Linked DNA regions of Ovis canadensis: region 2 is linked to region 1. A link is a contact called in public Hi-C data. All regions are on one chromosome and are shown on one strand. The core of a region is the stretch at or near the end of the contact, and the rest is flanking DNA. Distances in the headings are between cores, read along the strand shown.

The links. Hi-C and Micro-C count contacts between places; a contact is called where the count stands out from the background.
Region 2: a contact with region 1 is called in a Hi-C map of fibroblasts, with 2.0 times the contacts expected there. The contact joins the promoter of REV3L here to the enhancer-like site in region 1. A contact is called at or near these places in 2 of 2 Hi-C or Micro-C datasets (fibroblasts and lung).

Annotation. Positions count from the first base shown.
Region 1 is chr8:36,929,586-36,934,786 of ARS-UI_OviCan_v2, reverse strand. No RefSeq gene overlaps it. Among named protein-coding and RNA genes, the nearest start is that of TRAF3IP2, 52 kb to the right of the region's middle. Within about 2 kb of position 2,241, the one cell type or tissue checked has open chromatin away from gene starts, as enhancers often do. A contact at or near this core is called in fibroblasts, where this site is marked.
Region 2 is chr8:36,989,194-36,994,394 of ARS-UI_OviCan_v2, reverse strand. REV3L (REV3 like, DNA directed polymerase zeta catalytic subunit) reads right to left here and starts at 2,132. Exons shown (of 33, transcript XM_069598110.1): 1 at 1,402-2,132. It overlaps LOC138444735 (neuroligin 4-like), which reads left to right and starts at 1,477. Exons shown (of 6, transcript XM_069598111.1): 1 at 1,477-2,152; 2 at 2,263-2,364. The coding sequence starts at 1,539.

The sequences.
Region 1 (5,201 bases), core at 992-3,491:
ATTTAATAAGTAATTGGAGGTTGGTTGCCGACCTGTGACTGCTGCTTAAACCTCCCCATCCCCCCACCACACCCCTGACCCTTCTGGTTTAGCTTTTGCAGGACAGTTTCTTTAGAAATGGTAACATGATGCATTGGAACTCTCATGCTACCCTGGGTTATCAGAAACTTCCGCTTTGTGTGTCTTTTCAAAGAGTAAGTATATGCTGCTATCCAAAGACCTAGTTTAGAATCTTGACTTTCAAAAGTTTCAATGTGGGAAGGCCCTGCCCATCCACTTTGGAATGCCCCCCCACCCTTAAGCCTACCTCACAGCATGGTTTAGTGCCTGGCCTTGGTGATGCCACTTTGCCTGAGACGGTTTGTGCATGAAATCGTTTCCACACTGACACCATAGCTTAAATCCATTCTTCAGGCCACTTTTTTCTTACCAAGCTTAAAGATCAGGCGATGCATGGAGGGGCAACCAGGGCGTTGTGTGGGGGGATAGGTCTCTACAGAGGGGCAGGAGCTGATATGGGTCATCTTATTGGAGGAAAGAAAGAAGCAGGGGGTGCAGTGTAGTGCTGTGGAGCAGTAACTGCTGCCTGAGAGTTTTAGACACAGCTGGTGGCACAATTCTTCTTGGGTTGGATGTGTTTTGCCCAAACCTAGTGTAAAACTGGACTTCCCTGGTAGCTCAGATGGTAAAGAATCTGCCTGCAATGCAGAACACCCAGGTTCGATCCCTGGGTTGGGAAGATCTCCTGGAGAAGGGAACCCACTCCAGTATCCTTGCCTGGAGAATTCCATGGACAGAGGAACCTGGTGGGCTACAGTCCATGGGGTCACAAAGAATCAGACATGATTGAGCAACTACTTCACTTTTAGAATAGAATTGTCCCTGTCCTAAGAGCCTGTTATGAAACTCTTGAGCATCTTGTTTGAAACTCAAACAACAGCATCTTGTTTTGAAACTCAATTTGAAGCCAGAATGGAAGTTTTCCTTTAGTCACAAAGTGAGAGCAATGAAAATAGTACCATCCTGCTGTGTTGGTTTAGGCCTTGGAACAATAGACTGTCAACTTTTCTTTCTGATTTAGGAGGGTTTTACAAAATCTCCATATTTTGTGTACATTTTGGACATGAGAATCTGTCACCTCAGACCCCATCTCAGATGGATTTAAAGCTCAGAGAAACAGCAGCTCTCTGCAAGTTTCTGAGTAACTGAACTTTGTTATAGCAACAGACTGGGAGATAGAATCAGTTAATCCCTGAACCCAAGGAACCCTTGGCCCATATCCCAGATAATGCAAGATACTGAAAACTGGTTGGGTCCCAGACTCACCTAAACACATTTCCCCTCCCCCTGGAAGATTGCAGCTTTTGACCACCACCAGCATGAGAGCCCCACCTCCCCATCACACCGTTGAACGCATGAACAGGCGGATTTCTGGGCCAGGCATCACCTGGAAGGTGGCAAAGGCCAGACAGGTACCTGTAGCCCAGCTGCTGCTCAGCGATGAGGCTGGCGGCCAAGCCGAGTGCCAGCTTTTCAAAAACAGCCCTTTTGATAACACTGATTACATTTCCCTCACCAGAGCCTTGGGCTGATTGAGCAACAGCCAGCTTCTCCGGGTAACAAAGAGGAGGGGGAAAGTAATCCAAACACAGGTTTTATTATAAAAACCTGGGAGTGAGAGAAGTCTGTTTATTCTGTAAGATAACACACCTGCTCAGGGCCCCGGAGGCTCATTTCCATCAGTTGCCATGGCAAACTCGTTATACTTCAAGGCCATGTGGCTTTGTTTCCTTTTGCGATCTGGTCCTTGTCCTACCTTTCCTAACAACTCCAGCACAATGACATGAGGCCTGCGACAGCATAATTGATTTCTCCTTCCCTCTATCAACAGTTCACATTTGCTGGGCACAGGACTGAGCCTGCCTCCTCCTTTGAACTCCTAGCTCACCATGAAGGCGTGCTTCAGAGAGCCATCCTCATTAACATTCCAGCTCCCCCTTCCCTGTCAGCGATAAACAAGCCCCGCATCAATGGCCTCCTTCCTTCCAGCTTTACAAACGAGTGGCTCAGTTCCCTGTCTCGCTGCCGATCCAGGTGCCCAGGCTTACAATGCGGGGCTGAGAAGCACGCGGGAGGGACTAAAAATAGAACAGCAGTTTTGGCCGCATACCAGAGCAGCTACTTCATCTCAACTTGCTTTGCACACTAAGCCTAATGGGATCCATCAGGCATGAGTTCTCTCGCCCTCCCTCTCTCTCTCCCCCGCTGCCATCTACCATCAGCACCTTCCTGGTGAAGGGAGCCAAGGGAAGTCAGGCAAAGGGCAAGAAGCCTGCGCCCTCCTGGTCTTGGTTCACAGGTCCTGAGAGACACAGGGGCTGCAATTACGCCTTCCATACAAGTGTTTCTGGAAAAGAGCAGGCAGGTCCAGACCATGGTCACCTTTGCCCAGGTACATGCCGATCCAAGACTTCCATTGTTTACCAAAGGCTCAAATATCACTTCCTAAACACCTGTGTAAGTGTAACTGAGCCCCAGACTCAGACAGTCCTTGGGAGATTCAATAGAGAACTGAACTACACTGAGCATCCCCCTTGCAGGTCCCACCTGCTTGGCTTGAGGCTAAAGATTTGTGAGTAAAAGCATGGCACAGATGGAGGGGCTGTGGCACACGTGGGTGGGTTGGCAGCACGTGACTGCCCAGGGTCTTTGAAAGCCTCCCACCAGCATCTCATGATTCTATCTGAAAGCCTTTTGCAATAGAAAATGAAACAAATCAGTATGATGTTAGGAACATGCTGTCCTGCCTGGGCACCAGGCCTTCCCAAATGCCAGCTGTATTGAATGAGCCGGGCTCCTTTATGTTGTTGACGTTCATCTCTTCCCAAAGCCTCCCCACTACCCACAGGAGAGGTAGCCAGACCCATCCATTTCTCATTGCTTCATCTGAAAGGTAGTGCAGGTGTTCCAAACAGTTATATATCACTCCAACCAGGGTCACTTTTATAGAATCAGAAGAGGGGAGAGGACAAAAGAAAAAAGGAGGGAGGGCGAGATGACCATCACAGTATTAAAAAATAAAAACCTTTGCTTTGTTGTTTTGGAAATTGACAGATACAACAAAAAGAAACCAATCTCCTAGCAGGTTTTGTCTGTAGGCTTCTGGAAGGTGTCAAGGTCTTTTCAACTGTGCCTGTTTCCTGGACGAGCAGGATAAAATAAATATGTCAAACGACTTCAAGAAAAGTCACACTCCATGTAATCACAACTATAATTAATTCCCCAAAGAATTTCCCACAGAACAAGTTGCAACGTGATCATTTAATCCTTTAGCCACCGCGGTGCAGCTTCCCTCAGGCCGCCTATGTTCATGAGGCTCAGTTTACCTCCAGGAGATACTGGGTCATTTGCTGAATAAATCTACCTTCAAACCCTAGAAAAGTTCTAGGTTCACAGAATAAATGTCTGCAGATGTGCAGCCAGGGTTATCTGGCTTCTAGCCCGAGGATGAGGCTTTGGTGGAGCCACGGTTTCTCTGTACCCCATTTTTCTCATGCATAAAACAAAACTGCAGAGGTGCGTGAGTTTTAGGTCCTTTCCAGACCAATGACTCCAGGGCAGAAATAAATGATACAAGAATTAAATTTGTATTGGTGATTTCATTCATCCTTTTTGGTTTGGGTGGTTGTTTATTGGTTGGTGGGCCTGGACAGAACTATTTATCTTGAAAAATACTGCATGATTCTTCAAGAGAAGAGGCATTTGTTCTTCGTGGGACATTTTCCCACAGTCTCACCTTCCTTCTCTTTCATTTGCCACTAGGAGGTGGGTCTCACTGATTCTTCTTGGTTAATTAAGAAGAAACAGAAAGATCCTGTGTTTTGAGAGACTTTCTGGATTGTTTCCCAGTGATCACAGGGCTTTGCAATTCATTTGGCAAACATGATGGTGACAATGGGGCATTTGGCAAAGTGGATGAGGTGGTTGATGAAGTGACTGAGGTTGAGAAGAATGCTGTTGGCAAAACATCATGAACCAAGTTCTGGAATGTTCAAAATGGAGAGCTTGCCCCTCTTGCTGACATGACTCTGAGAAAAACCCAGTCTTTAAATAGGTGATTTATTTAATAGGAAGCAAAGAAAAAGGGTATCAACAATTTTTCTGAGCACTGAGCTGAGAAAGACTTTGACTATAGTCTAATACTTTGACTATAGCCATGAACTGAGATGTCTTTGAATAATACAGAAGTTAAACAGATGCTTTGGAACTAGTCACTGACATTAAAAATTACATTTAAAATATTTAAAAGTTTGTTGTTTTTTTGGCCACCGTGCAGCTTGTGGGACCTTAGTTCCCCAACCAGGGATTGGACCTGGGTTCACAGCAGTGAAAGAGGCAAGTCCTAACCACTGGATCACCAGGGAACTCCCTAAACATTACATTTTAAATATTCAGGTCAGGTCTGAACAAAGCCTTGAGGCTAAGAGGTTTTTTTTTTATTGAGTCAGACCTACCCCACTTCCACCCCACAAATATCTGCAGATGAATGCAAGAGGACCAGGGTAATGTCTAAATAAACCAAGTGTTAATCTCTGTGTCGGTGCTCTAAAATAGTTGCTGTAATTCCTCTGATGTTTCTATCAGATTTCATAGAAACTCCAGGGGTCAAATATCCATCACTTGGCTAGTTGTTGTGTGTGTGTGTGTGTGTTTTTTCATTACCAGTGCTACCAGCTGTAACACTTTAATGACTATTCGTGGAACACAAGGGACTTTCCCTCATCATTCACCTTGGGGGAGGAATAGTGGCTGAGGGCTCAGGACAGGTCTCCAAGGAGAGGGAAAGGTAATAACATCACATTATTAAACCTCCGCAAACTAGAAACATTTCAGAGTAATCCTTGCTGATGCCTTTTTTTTTTTTTTACAACTGTGTGTAGAATCCTTGATGATGCTGTCACCTCCAAAAAAAGATAATAAAAGGAGAGAGAGAAGATTTAATGTTTGTGTGTGGGGTGTTTTCCAGGCAATTTGAGTTAATTAAACAAGCACATCAGTTTTATCAGGTCTCAAATGCTATGATGCTAAAGGTACTCATCAGAGAGTCTTAGGAAAGAGGACTTCCAGTATATGAGCTTTTCTTTTCCTAGTTTAAAAACCATTCACTGTACACAGTAGACATCTAGGTTATAATGTAAAGA
Region 2 (5,201 bases), core at 883-3,382, 60 kb before region 1:
TCAACAAATTGTTAACAGCATTCAAATGCCCCAACTTAAAAAGTCCATATCATCAAAAGCTTTGTCACTATTATAAAAAGAAATAGCAAATATCATTCTATCAAATCTCACTAACAACACTGAAATTTTTAACGACGAGAATTCACATTAAAAGACAACTGCTTAGAATGAGTGCTTGAGTTTGGCAAGTGCTATTATCTTGATAGCCCACAGGAAAACTGACTGTAGTAATAAGATGAATGGTGATTAGGGCAAGGAGCATCAAGTGGGAAATGCTATCTAAAATCCCATAGGGCAGTACATAGCTAGAGAGCATCTCTTTCTAGAAGGCAGCTCCATTATTTCACATAGGCAGTTCAAAGCGTGTAGAAAAGCAAAACAATTTAAAACCTTGCAAATCTGGCCACTATCCTACTTACACTATCATAAATTCCCAAGAGCTTCCGAGAACGTAGCTTCTGTCTCCCCACCCCACTTGTTCGAAATAGTTTTTGAAAACAAAACAGCCTATTAAAAAGTGTCTTGTCGTAAACGTACATGTATTTAAAATGCAATCCTGCAACCCAGCATAGGGACATTTCTTTAATGTTTGCGTTGCTGGGTTTAGCTGTGGTTCTTATGAAATTGACGCTATTAAGTGGGATGTTTTACACTGGGCGACATAAACATGCATTTCCTTCTTCCGCGGATACACACTTCCCTGAAAGCAACGCACCTGGGGGCGCAGCCCTGCCCCCAGACTCCGAGGCTTTACTTGAAACTCTAAGCAGTTACGATCTGCCCTCACAGCAGAACCACATGGTCACTTCAATGAGAAAGATTATCTGGCCCCAGGCGCCACTCTTAAGCCCACAGCATCTCCAGAAGGGGCAGAGGAGAGCGCTGCTGAGAAGAGGCGACGAGGAGCGACTGACAACAGAGCTGACACTTCCCTACTCCTCAAGCCGCGTCCAGCAAGGGGCACTTGGGAGACGCAGAGGCTGTCCGAGGTCCCACCAGTCACCCACCTCAGAGGGGGGCCCTGCGCGCCCGCTCACGGAAGACATGGCGCGGCCACCTGACCCCGTCCTCCGGGGCGAGAGCGACGCCCGCTCCGCCTGCCCGCGCGACCCCGAGTGTGCGGACCCGGCTCCCGACCGCCCCACGCAGTGTAAACACTCGGCGCCCGCCGCCTCCCCGCCTGGGGTTGGATGGGGGGAGGAGGGGGCGGAACGCTCTCGCGGACCCACATTTTTGCGCCTCTTGTCATGCTCGGGAGGAAAAGGCGAGGAGGGCGAAGGGGAGGGAAGACGCGGCGGCGATCAGCCGAGAGGGCCGGCGCCGGCGGCGTGCGCGCGAGTGCGCGGCGGGGAGAGCTGCCCGGGCGCCCGCCGCTCCCGCCCGCGCCCCGCGCCCGCTTACCTGCCGGGGTCGCTCCGAAGATTCGCACCACCGGCACCTTCTTGACAGGGGCCTGGGTGAGGGGGGATTGGCAGATATCCAGCCCCTGCAGCGGGCTGGCCATGTAGTAGTCGGCAGTCACTATCCTCACTGAAAACATGTTTGCCGCCGCCGCCGCCGCCTCCTCTTCACTAGCGACCTGGCAACGGCAGCAGCAGCGGCGGTTCCTTCCGCAGCGGCGGCCCCACAGCAGCGGCGGCGGCGGCGGCGGCGGCGCCCCCTCCCCTCACACTCAGACACGGCGAGCCGCGGCGGCGGGCGGGGCGGCGTGGGCACTGCTGCCGCCGCCTCCTCAGGAGCACCCGGCGAGGGGCGACCGGGGAGAAGCCCTCGCGCTTTCGTCGGTGCTGCTGCTGGTGCTACCGCCACTGCCGCCGCCGCCGGGAATTACACGGGCTCCTCGGTCCCCGGCTGCAGCTCTTGTTGCCATGATGATGATGTCACGGACGCAACCACTGGGGGAGGGGAGAAGGGGTTGTGTGTGTGTGAGCGTGTGGGGTGAAGGGAGGGCCAAGAGTAGTTGGGGGAGGGGACACGGCGGAAAGGGAGGGAGCGGGGCGGGCACCCGAGCGGGACACCCAAGCGGGGGGCCGAGTAGGTGTTTTTCTCCCCCCGCCCCCGGGCACGCCGCGAGGGCGGAGGCTGCAGGAGAGCCGGGCCCGCGCTGGGCACGGGGAATCGATGACTCGGCCGTTGGGCACGGCCACCTGGGGTGAGGGGCAGCGGAGGGAGGGGGCGGCGGAGCACCGATGTCATGGATGGGCTCGGAGGGCCCGGCGGGGAGGGGGGCGCCAGTGTTCAGGGTCGTTTTTTGGCGGCTAGGCGGGATTGGCCGGAGCCGCGGCGATCGCGCTCGCCTCGCCGACCGCCATTTCACATCCTGCAGAGAAGGCGGGGGCAGCCGCGGAAACGGCCTTTTACAAGGTAAGAAAACCCGCCCGGGGGAGCGGGGCGGGGTGGGGGGGTAGGCGAGGCGCAGATCTCGTGCCGCCTCGGCCTCGCGGGAGGCGGGGGTGGCGGACGCAGCCGGCCCTTCTCAGGTAACGCTGCGGCCTCGCGCGTGGCCCGGGGGCGGCGCGAGGGGCGGGGGCGCGCGAGCGCGGGCTTCGGCCTATAAAAGGGCCGCCCCGCCGTTCCCTCCCGAACGTGCGAGACGCCGGGCCCCCGCCTCTGCCGCCGTTCTGCAGTGTCTGCACCCGGCCGCTTAATGAGATTTATTCACGCTCGGCTCTGCTCATCTTTGCCAGGGGTTGGCAGATCCAGTGCACAGGGATTTCCCACCGCAGTGTTTTTCTCCCGCCCCTTTGCTTCCCTCTCGCCGTAGTATATCCTTCCTTGGTTTCCTCCCGGGGCCCGCAGGCTGCGTCCCGGGCGCGCGCCTGGACATGTAAGGACTTGTCAGTTCCCAGTGACCTCCCTCCTCCCCTGCCTTCTTCGGCGGAATGTAGGATTAAGAGCCCTTCAGCGAAATTTTCGGCCAAAGAAAAAGGCCCATGAAAGTCACCGCATCAGATGTGGACTCCCAGTGTTACTCATTAATGGTTTGTGTGAGGGTTTACTAGCCTAAGGCCAGAAAGCAAAAGGGAAGGCCCGTTAGACGAAACAACTTCATCCAAAAAGGAGGGGTGCAGTTGTGAAAGCAAGGGGTTAAAAGTGTAGTAAGCGATGCAGCTGAGTTGTCCATAATATTGGAACCATTAGGTTTTTGTCTGACTTGGTCACTAACACTGGGCGTGACCTTGGACAAATTGTTTTTTTCCGGGGCCTCAGTTTGCTCACCTGTGAAACGAGAGTTTTCACTTAAAAATTTGTAAGAGTTTCCTCCCAGTAAAATTATTTAAGCAGTAGACGGCAGAAACCGTGGTTTCGAGTTTGAAATATGCTACTGAATTAGGACTTTTGACAGTCATTTTCAATCTATCCAAATTAGAGATCGTTCTTTCACACATGTATTTCCAGGTGTATTTTAATGGTTAATAGGTTGCTATATATTTGAAGTGTTGTGAGAGATTCTCATTTGGAGATACTGTGGTTCTCAAAGTAGGAAAACCAGAAAGCTCAAAGGGAGAGCACTGGTAAGCTGTCTATAAATTCCACGACATAAAATGCTAATAAGAATCTGTGCTCCAGGGAATTCGAGACTGATTACCGCATCAAATTAGCTTGCGTTTTCAACCTGAGAGCATGATTATAAACATATCTTGCAAGATTTCTACTAATATCCAGAAAATTACCTAGTATTTTAAGAGGCAAAATCTCTTAAGTTGGTTTAAGTTTTAGATGGCAATGGAAGTGATTTTTAAAAAGGACTACCATACAAAATGCATTTTCTGGAAAAATATCTTGTACAAGCTGAATATCAGATGCACAGTACCAGTGATTCTCACAGTATTCTATGCCACTAGAGTGTTCTTTAAAATTTAAAATTTTGAAAAAAGATTTAATAGCTTGGCCCTTACTAAATCACATTTTTGAGGGATGGGACCTGGAAATCTGTCTTGTTAGCAACTCCACCCACCGCTGTTGTGGTTCTTTGATAATATAAAATCATGAATGTCTGTATTATATTACAATCTAGTAAACCCATAATATTTATACTATTCCTAACTAGAAAAAGGTAAAAGTGTTCCTGCCTGGGAAATCCCATTGACAGAAGAGTCTGGTGGGTTACAGTCCATGGGTCACAAGTGTTGAACACAATTTAGTGACTAAACAATTAGCAACCATCAAATTCACAGATTAGCTATTTCTAGAAAATGTTTTCTTTCCTCCTACCTCTTAAATCAACATCATTTACTTTAAGAAAAGGCAGTTGCAACCACCATTCCGATCCTTCTAGAACTCCAAGGAAGGAATGTTCACTCTTGAAGAAAAACATTTGCAGCATGAAATTAGGATATTGTGTCCAGTTACATGCAATTAAATTAATGCTCAGATTGAAAACCTGACAGTACTCCCCTAATTAATCACTGTCAAATGTGTTTTATAAATATATTCTTCAGAGGTAAGAAAGAGCTCTGGACTCTTGAGTTAGAGAATGAAAAACCATCATTTACTAGGTAAATGAGTTTGGAAAGATAACTGTTTTGGGGGGTTTCTTTCCTCATCTAAATGGAGAGTAATTCCTGTTTTAACTTTTATGGGATATTATATGAGATAATATATATAAAAGTATCCTAATAATCTTTGACATCAGACATTTAACTCATCTGAAAACAGTAAAATCATTTGGAACTCTTACCTACATACAATATGAGAAATGCTGAAATTGAACTCTATACTCAATAACCTTAAAGCATCTTTTTTAGTTGTTACTGTTAAGTGTTTGCCAAATGATTTGAGATATAGTGACAAAAGAAGCAGACATGTTTCCTGCTCTTAGAGGTTTTACAGTCTAGCATCACAGAAATGTATTATCGTCATATCAATGAACATGTGATCATCTCTTCTGGTTCACTGACCTATGCTCATCATGTCATGCCTTTAGTAAAAGCCTGCTCAGCCTTCTATACCAATGCTGTTCAATGTCTGTTAGCATCTGCCTCTTAGCAGTTTATAATCTAGAACAGAAAGCAATGGATACCATAATTTTTTGGCAGATATTATAAGATGGCTTACTCAACACTTATCCAACCCCCTTCTAGCTTGCTTTTCTGTACTTCAGAAGTTAGAAAATTATAAAATACTGTTTCAACACTGCCTTGCAACTGGAGTACTGGCATGGATGAGTGGTGTGCTGGTAAGTCATTAAGGATGGCTGG